Regions from separate parts of the Mus musculus genome. Here region 2 is linked to region 1. A link is a contact called in public HiChIP or PLAC-seq data. All regions are on one chromosome and are shown on one strand. Each heading gives the region's core, a stretch centred on a gene start, on an enhancer-like site or on the middle of the called end of the contact. The rest is flanking DNA. Distances are from core to core; before and after follow the strand shown.

Region 1 (2,975 bases), core at 227-2,726:
GGCCTTGGTTGATTATGCTAGCTGGCACTCTAGCATGTAGGCACAAAATTGCTGTGGGGATTACCTTAAAAAACCACATCCTGCTTTTCTTGCCATGTTGCCTATTAAATAAGACTGAGCTGCAAATACCAATTTGGAAGGTTATCTTAATTTGAAAGACACATCCCTTCAAAGAAACCTGAGGTGGCCCAGGCTTTTCAGGTCAAAGTAACTTAATGTTGGGGTTCTCTCCTTGTGCTTCTTCACTGCACTGCTTTAAGGAGGCCAGCCTCCTGTTTTTACATCCAGTGTAAATAAAATATATGCTGGAGGTAGGGAGTTCAACTCAGCTTCTACAGAGACACTAACCTCTTATACTTGGCATACCTAAAAGATACAAAATTTTTGGAATCATAATACAACTGATTGTCAGTGACACTTTGTAAGTTAGAACTTAGTTTCCCTACCCTTTAAGTAATGTAAAGATAAAAGTTTGTAAGGAGAAAGCTCACTCTGGTTATGCCCCATAGTCATGATGAGACAACACATTTATTGAGGCTTTTATAAGTTATCTTAAGGAATAGATTAGAATTGAGATGAAAATACCTATTCTTGTACCACAAAAACAAAACAAAAACAAAGCCCCACTGCTAAAATCATAGAACAGAAATGAAACAAAAATCTTACTTTTAAAAGGTCCCTCAATTCCCTATTTTCCAAAAGACATTTTTATAAGCAGTCACTTCGAAGAGTCTCCACGGTCAGAGGCTTATTTTATCTGGAAACAGCAGGTAGCACAAAGATACTTAAGCACACTGTACACTTCTGTATTCTTAGCTGACCTACTGTACCCCTTCAACTCAGACTTGCGCTATGCATTCCGAGCAAAACTCAGACATTCCATTCTCAACCTTTCTAAATCACTACTGAGAAGCCAAGAATCTGCCTAGCACTGGGATGCCTTTAAGTCCACTCTTACCATGTATGAGCCACCGTGAAGCGACGCCGCTGTCGGATGCTTTTATTCACCAGCAACTTTCTGAAAAAGCATGGTGAATTCCTTGGTGAACTGCGTGGAGAAATTTTGGGAGATGTAGGTCTGTTTCCTGGTAGCTTTGGAAGCTCAAGTTCCAAGCGCATCTGCTCCTTGAAAGTCTTTATGCAAACCTCAGATTCCGAAGCAGTAAATTCTTTTGGAGAATTTTTTGCTGTCATGTCTCGTATGGAGTGCTAGCTAGCATTCACCATCCAAAACAGCAGTCTTGAACATAGCAAAGGCACTGACGCGGGTTAAAAGGCTGCTGGGTCCGCACACTCTTCCCAGGCTAATTTGGGAAGCTGTGGTTTCAATCCTGGAGCACTTCAGAGCAAGAGGAGCATACTGGGAGACTGGCAAGACAGCCTGTCACAAGGAGCTTTATCAGGCTGCCTTTGCCTCTGAAAATGCGCCAAAGTGCTTCCTCTGTCACCAGCCTCCTTGTGGATGGGGTTTGTCTGCAAGTTACACACTGAGACTCACTGAATCCATTCAGCTGAATATATCAACTCATGAAATATTCATGAGGGCTTTTGATAAATCCTTTATATGTATTTTTTTTTTTAAAGAAAACCTTATCAAACAAGCTGCATTAACTCGGACAGTAAGCAAAGCCTGGCCACCCAGTCACTTTTGTCTGCACAAAGGGCGGAACCAGAGCCCATCCAGCATGTGCTTTTAAAGTCTTCATTCAGAATTATCTTGCTCAGCAAAGCACCGCCGTAACTCCGCCTATCAAACGCTATTGGCCCAGGATTCTTTAAACAACTGGGCTATCTCCCCCCTGAAAAATACCCTCCACTGCTCGGATTTGCACTAAATTCGTGAGGCTATCGTCTTTGTCACAGTCAAAACTGATTAAGTCAGGGATTGCCAAAAGCCTCAATAAAACAGCTTTTCAGATTCCATTTCTGAATCAAAGAGCTGAATTGCTGAAGTTCCCCCCCCCCTACCCCCACCCCACTTCCTTCTTTAGAAGATCCCAAGCAGCATCAGTTAAAAAAACAAAATGTCACTTAACAGGAAAACATTGGCTTTGGTTCATTTCCCCAAGGAATTCAAAACCTAATTTTTATTCCAATAAACATTACTCTCATTGTTCTCTTTAGGCTCATTGTTTGCAATCTGCCCACATAAGCCACTTGATACTGAATGCCTCTTCTGATGGCCAAAGCACCCCTAATCTGAAATGGAAGTAAGAGCCAGAAAAAACATGCACCCCAAGTTAGGTACTGTGCATGTGTTTGTGTGTGTGCTGAGAGGTGCACAAGGTGTGTATCTTTGTGCCTGTGTGCACCAGAGAGTGGGTTTCTACATTGCTTGTGAGAAGCCATGGAGTCAAGGAATGTCTTCAACCTGGCTAGGCTTGGCTTTTCTTTTCTTTTTGCCTTTTTTTTTCCTTTTTTCTTTTTCTCTTCTTGGGCATGAGAGCACAGCTTCTATATATTTAAAGGCATACTGAAGTATAATGAGGTCCATTGCATGTTGTAAAATATTTATTCACAGTGATGGTCATTGGATCCAGGTTGATCTCAAATAAATGTGGCAAAGTACGATAGGATTAATCAGCAAGAATGACAGAAAAGGTAAAGATGCACAGTAGGACTTCAGTGAAAATCAGACATTCATTTTCACACTAATGTGTAGGGTCGTCCAGCTGTATAAATCTCTCTATATGTCTGTCACACACTAAAAATGTGCTGAAGATTAGAGGGCTAAATAACGGCAGAACATCGCCTCTGGGTAGGAGAAAGGCATCCCACTGCAAACCTTAGGGAAGGAACTGGAACTTAAACTACTGACTTTTAAGTACCACTTCTGAAAACCCATCATGATCTAAACAACTAACTAAAGAGCACGGTGAACAGATGTGCAGATCTAAACAACTAACTAAAGTACATGGTGAACAGATGTGCAGTCGTGAAATCTTAGATGGGGCTGAATGTTCCTGGTTTATGAA
Region 2 (2,828 bases), core at 243-2,742, 160 kb before region 1:
AGTTACAGCACAACCTCTGTAGCTTTGGAGGGAAAATGGGTAATTTATGTGAAAATACCTTGTGAATAGCAAAAGACCATCGAAATAAGAACTTCAAAATATTAGAACTTCTGCAGAAAAAGAATCTCTAAAAGGATGAATTGATTTCTTATTCAAAGAATTGAGTGTTCAACCAGATAATCACTTAGAAACAGTATCCTGATATTTTAGACTTGGGCGAGTCTCCAAAAGCTCCCACCAGGGATAGTTTCCTGCATTCAGTCTAAGAACATATTCCAACAGAAAGAAAAAGCCCATACTGTGTGTGTGTATGTGTACATGCATGTTGGGGGATACTCTACGTGGATGAATTTATGTACATGTGTGTGTGCACTTGTGCATGTGTGTGTGCGTGTCCATGTATGTCCTGGTTTTTAGATTTGCATAACCATAGCTATTAATTGGCACTGGTTCTGGGTTCAAACCTGTCATCAATTCACGCCTTGATCTGCTGTACAAATTGTTCTGTACTCAGTGTGAAAGCAAGAGCGAGGCACTTATAATAACCTCTCTGAATGATGAGTTTCCAAGACTTAGGAGAGTATACTGTAATTTCAGAAGGGAAAAGAGCCACCTTTTCATCTTCCAAAAGGTTGCTTGAGAATATTTTTTAATTCCTGCCTGACAGTGTGTGTGTCCTTTAGGATGAGACTGTGATCTGGAAACAATAACATCCCGGAGTTGAAACAGAGCTGCTCTGCGTGCTGCTGGAGGGCCACAAGCCAACTTGGCTCATCATGAAGTCTGACACAGGCACCCCCTCCTGATGTGCTTTGTTTTCATATTTAAATAAATCCTAGAGGCACAGTCGGTATAATTGGATCTTCAGAGGTACTAAGAATCAATTTGACGTTAGAAAACTTTCCTGTAAAGACAAGACCATCAGTGGCTATTGACTCAAACCTGGCCATTTTACAAATAAAGAAACTTGTTCAGAGACCTGTGTGAGGCTGCTTGGACAGCTAGAACCTTTTCCCAGTTTTGTGGATATATTAGAGGCTTGTCCCCATTAAAGATGACACTAAGTAAATTGTGTCATATGTTTAACTCTACTTACTGAGTACTAAATAAAATAATGGCAACTCAGTGGAGCAGAAAGGGAACTACACAGACCTGAATTCAAATCTCATTTAGTTTCTTAATCGGTAACAGGTAATTTAATTTCCTGGGCTTTGAGGTTTGCAACCGTAAAGCGAGGATATAATATACTGCACTATTTAAAGATCTTGAATTTGTGAGTGCCGAGAAACTAATTAAAATGGGCACAAGTAAAACAGAGGAACTATTGGGCCCTATAATGGAGCTATTGTAATAAATGAAAGGGTAGACACAGTGCCAACCTCAAGCAATACTGAATAGAAAGATTCAACAGTTCTTGGTCCCTATATCTGCGCTGTCTCTAGTCTCTATATGTCAAGCAAGCCTGTTAGTCAAGCTCTTTCACACAGGGACACAGTCATGCTCTGTGCCTCAGCCTCATGATGAGAAGGAAGGGCTCTTCCCTGCTTTAGTCTTTATTGTAAAAGTCCCATGTGGCAGCCTTCATTTGCTCATTGTTGGCAATGAGCATGTCAAGTCTTCTAGACAGCAGGTGGCAATTTCAAAGTCCCTGTTAAAACCTGCAGTGTTGCCTAGCAAACACAGAAGTGGATGCTCACAGTCAACTATTGGATGGATCACAGGGCCCCCAATGGAGGAGCTAGAGAAAGTATCCAAGGAGCTAAAGAGATCTGCAACCCTGTAGGTGCAACATTATGAACTAACTAGTACCCCGGAGCTCTTGACTCTAGCTGCATATGTATCAAAAGATGGCCTAGTCGGCCATCACTGGAAAGAGAGGCCCATTGGACACGCAAACTTTATATGCCCCAGTACAGGGGAACGCCAGGGCCAAAAATGGGAATGGGTGGGTAGGGGAGTGGGGGGGTGAGGGTGTGGGGGACTTTTGGGATAGCATTGAAAATGTAATTGAGGAAAATACGTAATAAAAAGAAAAGAAAAAAAAACCTGCAGTGTTTCGATGAGCAAGTGAGACCTCTTACCAGGGGGAAGGGTGGTGGTTATTAATGACTGAGATAACGACTATAAGTACTATAGGTACCTGCTATAGTACCTAAAGCACTATGAATCAACTATAGGTATCTAATTCAGGAAGGCAATAATCAAATAAGATGTTGGGCCTAAGTTCCCCAAAAGTAATTTTAAGTGTGTATCAGGCAAGATACAAAGTATGCAGGAGTCTCTAAAGCAATCTGTATGGTGGCAAAGGTGACATTATGCAAGTATGATAGGGTTTGGGACACAAGGCAGGGTCCTTGCAGTCACTGATAACCTTGGCACTTTATCAGGGGATTGACCAAAACAGCTTGAAAGTTCATGTTTTCTCTTCTCATCTTTGTAATTTTACAGAGGAAAGTACAAAATTCTAAGAATAGGTTCTAGAAAACAAAACAAAACAAAACAAACCTTATCTTTCATTAGAGCATGAATGAGGCCCATTGAATGGTTTGGTTTTTAAAATAATCACTCTGGAGAAATGACTGAAGAAGATAGGACAAAGGTGAACCATCCAGTCAGTGAATATTTCTGAAGACAAGCTAGGTGTTAATGGTGCTTTGCCTTGGTGAGCAGTGGCAGCGTGGTAACAGAAGTCAAATTCCAGGTGTATGTGCAAGGTAAGGCCTGAGCGAACTCACTGACTGAAATGCCTAGCCTGAGGGTAAGAGCTGAGCCCCATGTGATAAGTGGACTCCTACTTTACAGCAGAGTCCCCTCAGGTCCTGCTCCTG

Evidence for each region. HiChIP or PLAC-seq counts read pairs in DNA pulled down with a chosen protein or histone mark.
Region 2: a contact with region 1 is called in an H3K27ac HiChIP or PLAC-seq map of neural progenitor cells, with 9 times the contacts expected there. The contact joins the enhancer-like site here to the promoter of Pde4b in region 1. A contact is called at or near these places in 5 of 484 Hi-C or Micro-C datasets (cerebral cortex, cortical glia, forebrain and 2 more), 4 of 115 datasets of contacts at active chromatin or transcription factors (embryonic basal ganglia, embryonic forebrain, forebrain and 1 more) and 3 of 9 other capture datasets (adipose tissue, liver and macrophages).

The regions. Positions count from the first base shown.
Region 1 is chr4:102,253,440-102,256,414 of GRCm38.p6, reverse strand. It overlaps Pde4b (phosphodiesterase 4B, cAMP specific), which reads right to left and starts at 1,476. Exons shown (of 15, transcript NM_019840.2): 1 at 959-1,476. The coding sequence starts at 1,194.
Region 2 is chr4:102,411,940-102,414,767 of GRCm38.p6, reverse strand. All of the region lies in intron 1 of Pde4b (phosphodiesterase 4B, cAMP specific), which reads right to left. Among named protein-coding and RNA genes, the nearest start is that of Gm52669, 66 kb to the right of the region's middle. Within about 2 kb of position 1,492, at least 30 of the 459 cell types and tissues checked have an H3K27ac peak or open chromatin away from gene starts, as enhancers often do. A contact at or near this core is called in cerebral cortex, cortical glia, forebrain and 1 more, where this site is marked.